Linked DNA regions of Hordeum vulgare: all the other regions are linked to region 3. A link is a contact called in public Hi-C data. All regions are on one chromosome and are shown on one strand. The core of a region is the stretch at or near the end of the contact, and the rest is flanking DNA. Distances in the headings are between cores, read along the strand shown.

The links. Hi-C and Micro-C count contacts between places; a contact is called where the count stands out from the background.
Region 1: a Hi-C map of leaf shows a contact between it and region 3, with 5 times the contacts expected there. The contact joins two enhancer-like sites. A contact is called at or near these places in 2 of 6 Hi-C or Micro-C datasets (leaf and seedling).
Region 2: a contact with region 3 is called in a Hi-C map of leaf, with 3 times the contacts expected there. The contact joins two enhancer-like sites. A contact is called at or near these places in 2 of 6 Hi-C or Micro-C datasets (leaf and seedling).

What each region holds. Positions count from the first base shown.
Region 1 is chr2H:31,233,921-31,236,620 of MorexV3_pseudomolecules_assembly, reverse strand. No RefSeq gene overlaps it. Among protein-coding and RNA genes, the nearest start is that of LOC123424640, 17 kb to the left of the region's middle. Within about 2 kb of position 1,255, at least 2 of the 3 cell types and tissues checked have open chromatin away from gene starts, as enhancers often do. A contact at or near this core is called in leaf, where this site is marked.
Region 2 is chr2H:31,176,164-31,178,863 of MorexV3_pseudomolecules_assembly, reverse strand. No RefSeq gene overlaps it. Among protein-coding and RNA genes, the nearest start is that of LOC123424640, 75 kb to the left of the region's middle. Within about 2 kb of position 1,328, at least 3 of the 3 cell types and tissues checked have open chromatin away from gene starts, as enhancers often do. A contact at or near this core is called in leaf and seedling, where this site is marked.
Region 3 is chr2H:31,004,245-31,006,944 of MorexV3_pseudomolecules_assembly, reverse strand. No RefSeq gene overlaps it. Among protein-coding and RNA genes, the nearest start is that of LOC123424639, 34 kb to the right of the region's middle. Within about 2 kb of position 1,339, at least 3 of the 3 cell types and tissues checked have open chromatin away from gene starts, as enhancers often do. A contact at or near this core is called in leaf and seedling, where this site is marked.

The sequences.
Region 1 (2,700 bases), core at 6-2,505, 230 kb before region 3:
TGATGTGAAGCATACACGAATGGTAAGGGGTAATAGCTATGTTGATCGTAGAGATTTGATAGATGAAGACTTAAAGAGTGATGACGAAAAATGTCTTTTTCTGTCTGGAACAAAGATATTCTAATGTTAATGCTAGAAACCCTTTTAGTTTGATATCCAGGGCCGTTTGTGGCTTTTGGAGCCCTCAGACTGTGTAAACTCTATGTTCATTGATTAATATAAAGCTTGGGTGTTTCTTTCTCTCCAGGAGAAAAAAGGTAGGCATTCCAAAATACTGCATGCTAGCTGCAGTCACAGCTCGCCTACAATGTTTTGTAAACAGCCTAGTTCGATTTGGCCCAATAACCAGTGTTTGTACAAAAAACCATAGTGAAACAATGTTCATGTGTTACATAAAAATGTTGCACATCCATAAAAAATCTCCAAGATCTTTGAAAAAATGTTGCACATTGTGTATTTTTTAAAAGGTACATGTATCTTGCAAAAGTTATAATTTGAAAATATATCTTCATATTAAGTAGATGTTGATGTTTTGATTTTTTTTACATGTATACATTTTTTCAAAGATGAAATAAAAGGCATGTATTTATATTAGATGTCCTTGTATAAGAAAAGAATGTTCATATGTCTCAATGTAGATGTTCATTCTGAACAAAAACATGATTCTCAAAATAGTTGGTCATGTATCTTCTAAAAAGATATTCATGCGTTGCATGAAAAATAAAATAATAAAAAATAAAAAGAACAGGAAACTGTAAAATAACAAAGGAATAAATACATATTTAGAACATTTAAAAATATTTGTGAATTATTAAACGTAAAAGAAAAAATGAAGGAAATCAGAAAAAGAGAAATGAACCGTACTACACGAAACTTAATGGCTGTGCTATAACTATAAGGGCCAGTAGGCCTTAAAAGCTGAACCGTACAAAGCACTCTGTGAACATGGGAGGCAAAAACTGAAATTTTGGATCCGTACAAAATAAATAATACTGGTAGATAGCAGTATTCCTACCTAAGTACACCTCAAAAGTGACGATTGTATAAATGTTCAGACACAGACAGGAATTTAAATGACAAATAAAGCTCTTTGGACTTGCTTCTATGAGAGGAGATATTTTTTCGTATCCTCATCTCTTGCTAAGGACGAATCTGCTATGAAATTGTCACCCCGGCCGCTTACCAAACCATGGACCAGCACTGAACGACCTCTCCCCTTTTCCACACGGCCTTTGGTGCTGGATCTTGTGGCCAAGAATAGACATCTCCTGTCGACTATTCCCAGCAGATCATTGCACAATCTCCTTGCAATGTACACTGTGTTGTACTTTTTTCTTGGAGGCATTCCGCTAGATATATATGGCCTCGTCGGCAATGTCTGATTTGGAGCCATCGGTGTCAATGGATCGGACAAGGGCAGCTTTTTTTTTTTTGGAAAAGGAGGATAACCCCCGGTCTCTGCATCCGGAAGATGCATGCGATCATTTTATTGATTATTTTCGAGGACCTTACAAAGTAGTGCAACAATATGCCTGAATCCGCCATCTTGACAACATCTGCCGTTACTCCTATCCATATGATGAAGGGGTGCAAGCTGAGCCAAATACCCAGACTTCTCACCTAGGCCTAACATCTAAAACCGAAGGCCCCGACCGAGCCACATACCGGGTCAGGGGCACAAACCGGTCTGACGCACACACATGTGTCACCGCCACCATCTTCCACTGGTAAATCTTCAAAGCAGATTGAGGTGCCAGCCTTGGCAGGTGCCTCCGCCATCGACGCCACCATGACGCCAGACGACGACCTCCACCTACGCGAGTCCATCTCCAAGCAACGGACCGAGATCCATGCTAGGATAGGGCCGCACCACCGCCGTCGCCCACCACCCACAAGCGCCACCCAACCCCAGGGTTCCCAAAGCAGCGCCTTCAAGAAGGGAACGACGCAGTGAGCGTTGCCGCCGCCCAACAAAGTTAGGGCTTTCGCCCAGGAGACCTAGGGGAAGGGGAAGTGAGGGGATCACCATACCGACGCCTCCAAGGAGGGGAACGACGCCCTCAGGCGTCGCCGTCGACGCGGCCGGCCATGGTCAGCCAGGGATTTCGCCCGAACTAGATCCCCGCCACCAGCAGTGCCTCATGTACAGAACCGGCGACCCAAGGAAGCGCGGTCCGACCAGGCTAGACCGCACGCCAAACATGGGAGGAGGGGATGCGCCAGATCGCGCGCACCGGCAACCGCAGAAGCCGCCGCCGGCCGCCAACGACCACCGGATCCCGCCGCCCGCACGGCCCGGACTCCAGATCCACCGCCCCCACGGCTGCTAGCTTGTCGTGCCTCATCCATGGAGCCGCCGCTCCAGATCCGGAGTTCCCCACGCAGACGCAGGGCAGCCAAGCCAAGGCCCCGCCGCCACGATCCTTGGCGCCCCGGTCTTGCCCGGTGGCTGCCTCACGTGGCGGCGAGGAAGGGAGGGGGAGGGAGTGGGGCGGCTAGGGTTGGGAGGGGTAGGGAATGGAGGGGGAGTTTCTAAAAAAGGGAGAGATTTTCACTTCCCGGCCTCGGCCATTTTAGTATGAGTACCAAGATAAACATGGTCCTTAATTTTTTTTTAAATAAGTATCAAGATTTTTTTGATGAATGGTTTTATCATACGCCAAACTTGATCCTTAATAAATGAAAGAAAACTCCCTGTGC
Region 2 (2,700 bases), core at 79-2,578, 170 kb before region 3:
GATATAATAGAGTATACTCATCATCGTGTAAGCAAAAGCATGTTTCCGGAGTACTTAACACATGCGGCTCTCTAAAGGAATTCAAGACCGAATTTGTTGAATGGTTAGCGCTGACATCAGTTACAACATGTAATTGCCTTGCAAAGTTTCACAGAGAACAAGCTATGTGGGAATTTCTTCCAATAGCAACAACCTCCGAACAAGCAAAACTATACTATGTAAATAACTTTCAGAACCACAATTCTCTATTTTCTTTCTATTTTTATCTTTCCCTGTATTGGATTTCCATGTACCGAACACACTCCTTTATCAATGAAAGCAACGCCTAATTGCCTTCATATCAAAAAAAAACATTGTGTACACGTACGAGGCGATGTATAGTAGGAATAGGAAAAAAAATGTTGTTCGAAGGTGTGTGCAAGTGTATGGTTTTCTAGAATTATTTTCTTGACGTAAGTTACTATATTCTCAATATATATCACATTTTTAATTATCTAAAAACTAAAAATCACTACCTGAGTTGTAGTAATGAAAGTGATTAAAATCCCTTGCTAATTAAAAGTGTGGTTTCTTTTAGTTTACCACAGTAGTTTTTGGAGAATGATCATGCATGTTTCTAATATATTCGTTGTAATAAGTACTCCCTCCGTCCCAAAATTCTTGTCTGATATTTGTTTAGATACGAATGTATCTAGTCAAATTTAGTACTTAGATACATCCATTTTTAGACAAAGCTAAGACAAGAATTTTGGGACGGAGGGAGCACTAACTTGACTGACGAAGGTTAACTTTATGTCGTAATATATCTACTCTACCAATTTATACGTAAACTATTTCATTTATGACCAACTCGTCGCCAAGGGATTGACCATCATAGAAGACAATGTTAAAAAGAGAAGACAACAAGAATGAATCGCTATAGGCATCAAATATATTTTTCTCCTAATGCTCGGGCATATTTGTTAGTATATAACAAAACCGAGCTCAAAACAAAAACATTACGACGTCGGGCTACACATGCAGGCAGCTGATCCAATAGTCCAATAATACACACACACCGGAGAATGGAAGAGAACAAGGCATGTCGCGTTGGAGGACATCCGCTCTGCTGCACCTGCCTGCATGCTGCCAACGACCGGTTGATTGATTATCGACTGATTCAAACCGATGGGAACTGCACTCCAATCGGCTAGCAACTCCACGGATCCGTCGCCGTCCTCCAGCTGCACGCATTATTTTGCATGATTGATCGAGCCCCCACCGGCCGGCACGCATGCTAGCTGGATGCACAACACGATAATGCATGGTCGATCAGATCTAAGCCAAGCCACCCCTGCAACGCCAGTCGCCAGCACCAACCAAAAACGACCAGCGACGGCGACCGCTCGACGTACGTAGTGCCGTCGATCTACCGACTACCGGCCGGTTGCAGGAACGGAAATGGCAAACCTAACGCTAACATGAAGCACATGGGTGGTGCCTGGGGTTTGTCCGGCCGGCACCATCAGATGCGACGGTTACAAGCTACAACAAACAAAACGGGAACTGGTCACTCATCAACGGAGGAGGCCACGGCTCCAGTGCACAGGAACAGTACGCCTGGGCCCTTCTCCGTTAACCGCTGCTTGCTGCTGGAGCCCGCTGGACCGGGGCGCCGGCGCCGCCGCTGGCCCCCCTGAGCGTTGAGTGTACGCGCGTACGCGCGCGGGGCCATCGTGTGGCCTCACATCAATTGTTCCTCTTCGCCCGGGCCGGGAAGCTCGCTGGGAGCTTGCCCTTGCTCTGTCTGACCACTCCGCAGCATACACGGCATGTGCTCCTGCCCTTCAGTACTTGCTCCCTGATTTCTGAATTATGGCTAGTAGGAGTACTACATAAACCATGCAAGTTCTAGAAAAAACATAAAGCATGTTGTATTTCCTCCATCCCAAAATTCTTGTCTTAGGTTTCTCTAGAAATGAATGTATCAAAATACTAAAACGTGACTAGATACATTCATATCTAAACAAATCTAAGACAAATTTTTTAAGACGAAGGGAGTATTACAAATTTACAATCAACTCCCTCTCTCTCTAGATTGCTAATCACGTATGCCATCTGGAATAGAGGTTATAATGTTTCTTGAAACCTGACAGGAGAGTTGCGTTGTACAAGCTATGAAAAGAACAAATTCAGCAATAAATAGAGATATTTATTGTTGGGCAACTATTCAATGCCGATTTTGGAAGAAAACAAACGTACGTTGTAAGTGATAATGTGACTGAACTTGCGAAATTTACATCCCGTATTATTTAGAGATTTTTACAAAAAATTCAAAATTATCGTTTCGGCGTGGTTCTCACTAGTTTCCACCAAAATTTGGTTTCCAAGAGATATTCTTTTCAATCGGATTATATAGGGATTTGCCGGAATTAACTTCGACACATGCGATAAAAAAATCCCATGTAGTGACCAAATTGACCCATTGATACAATGACTAATTCAAAATCATGGGGCAAACTCTTAAATTGTATACCTCAATTGAATGTGAGAGCTTCAAGAGCTTACAGTGAATTAAGGGGTTTATACAAGGACTATGTACAAAGGTAAACTACAAACCAAGAAAATGAACCTTTAAAAAAACCAATTTGACTTCATTAGTGATAAACTAATAAATGTACATAGAACGAAGAATTAAACATACACTCCATGATAAAATTA
Region 3 (2,700 bases), core at 90-2,589:
TTCGTGAAAATATATATATATAGTGGTCGAAATGTACGTAGCTCCACTCCTCCTGATCGTGAGAGTGAGACGAGGCCGGTCGTCAGTGCTAGCTCCACACTGTTGGTGTGGATATATAGTAAGACGTCCAGCCGATCCCTGGCCTGCTGGTGGCTAGTTTTCTACGCAGCCATTATCGGGCAGCCAGATGCATCAGCATGTGTATGCGCCGTGCAAATGCATGGCCCTGTCTCCCTACGCGCAGTGGTAAGCACACCACATGCACGGTGCATGCACGCACGCTAGCGCCATGTGGTTAATTAATCGGGGAACTGTTCAAAAGCAAGCCATCATTGGCCGCTAAACATACGAGCAGCATGGCCGTGTCACGTCGCCGCTCATGCTCATGTCGATCTATCGTGCATCTATGGATGCACTTATCCGACTGACTGACTGACGAGCCAATGCAGGCAGGCAGGCAAGCACCACTGTTTATCAGCTCCAAGGCTCGTTATTCCTCCATCTTTTCCGCCATCGACGGATGCTCGATGTGCGTCTCGTTCGTCGCCCACTCAAGGGCCGGCCGGCCGGCCGGGGCACGCAGACATATCCATCCATGCGGATTCAGGGAGGGGATCTCTGAAGGGTTTGTGGTTGTTGTTGGATAGTCCTTGTTCTTGCTTGGGCAATCATGGGGTGTCCTTGTTTGAAAAACTCATGCGTGTCCTGCATGCGCGCGCGTGATTGCGAAATTTGGATGGGTTTGCTTGTTCCGTTCGCGCGGCCGGAGGAGCACAGTTCCGCGCCGATGTGCATGCATGCATGGCATGTGGTACTCGCAGCACTGCGTGAAGGAAACCAGGCGTTGCCGGACGGTCGGACTCGGACTCGGACGGGCCATGGCACTCTCAGGTTTCAGCTGGCTGGCAGCCGGTACTCAAGAGTGCCTGAACCAAATGAACATCATGCTCGAAAAACACATGAGATGCGAGCCAATGCAACGACGCGCTCCAGCAATGGAGATTCAGAAGGCGAAAATATCTGCACGAACGTCGACGGGTTCAGCTAGCTGCAGCCGGTGGATCGACGTGGAGTCGAGCTACAAGCAGATCGCGGCAGAGATGCAGGCATGCAGATGTGATTGCAGCCAGCAATGGCCGCCTCGAGTTCAGCGTACGTCAAAAGATACGCTGGGACAATGAATGCCGGAGCGCAGGCGGGCGGGCCGACGGATGGATGGATGGATGGATGACTGCTCCGACGGCTTTGGAGGATCCGCCGTCCCTCTCTCACGTGCCAGCCGAGTGACGACGCACCCCCTTGAGCTGACCTCACCCCGCACCCAGATCCCCATGCCATGCTGGTGCTGCTGTGGTGTGGTGACTCCTCCACCATCATCACCGCCCTGCGCCACCGCAGCACGCCCTCATCATGCTGCCTCGCCACCTTTGGTTTCATCTCTTCAATCAACCAACCTGTGTTTCACAAGCAGATTCGCCCCTCATCACCCCAAACATCAGCGTTACTTACTCATTAATCCCTTCTGTACGTGCCAAAGTGCACGAGCCGTATGATTCAGAACTTTGGCACATGGGCGATGGGCGCTCCCCGGAGACAGATAAGGGGACGACAACGGCCGGCCCTAATCACGTACGAATCATATAGATTAGTAATCACATTAAGCAGAGCGCAGTAGTACGACCGGTACTCACTATATTCTCCCGGGGATTAATCATGCAGAGAGAAAAATCATGTGCGGCGCTGATATATATTCCCTGACCGGAATGCCGTTGGGGAGACAGTTGTGCAGCACATGAATGGAAGATGATTAATACTACAGCGTATATACGTAGAATAATACAGATCGAGTACCTGTCCACGTACGTACCCGCTCCCTAATTAAGCATGACTTTGAGGGAGGCGGTTGTGTCCTCGCACTACTAATTTCAGGACGCAGCCAGTTTGGCCGTCAACGTTAACCAGCTCAGGGGGAACATGTCCTGCGTTGTAGCAGCTATAGATCGAGCAGGTATTTAGTTCCGATTGATTGTGCCGATCTAACCCTGATTCCTCCGTATAAGTACCACTCATAATGATGATGTACTAAACATGTCTTAATGACTACTGTATTGGCTAGTGAGTGGTAGCTCTAGGACATGTGCACCTATACTGGAGCACTACTGTATACAACTTTGAATTGTATTGTACTCGCACCTGCCCGGTCGTTTGAACGGATTGAACAGTGAAGGTAACTGAAGACTGGCCATCTGATCCCGTCGTTGATCTAGCGTTTCGGTACCATGTGCATCCTTCTCTTTTAAGAAGATTCGAGTAAAAGGATTTTTGGTTTTTATCTTTTATCTTTTTCTTTTTGTGCTCTAAGAGCAACTTTAACCGGACGATTCATTTCGTCCATGCGCCTCTCTTTGGATCGTCGTGGATAAAAAACACCGACCAACGCGCCAACTTACCTTTTCGTCCGTCCGTAACCCATTTCAGGCTCAAATTTGTATCGGATTTGCGTCAGCGTGGAAATAGGACCGTCGCGCGCGACGCCCGCTCTTCTCTTCTTCCTGGCCCGCAAGTCGGCGGCACGAAGGCAATTCTCCTCTTTCCTACTCCTCCAACGCTCCCACCCGTCGTGCCTTTCACTCTCGGCGCCCACTTCCTTCGTCGCTGCCAGCAAATCGGCCATAGACCGAGCCCTCTCGGCAGCCTCAT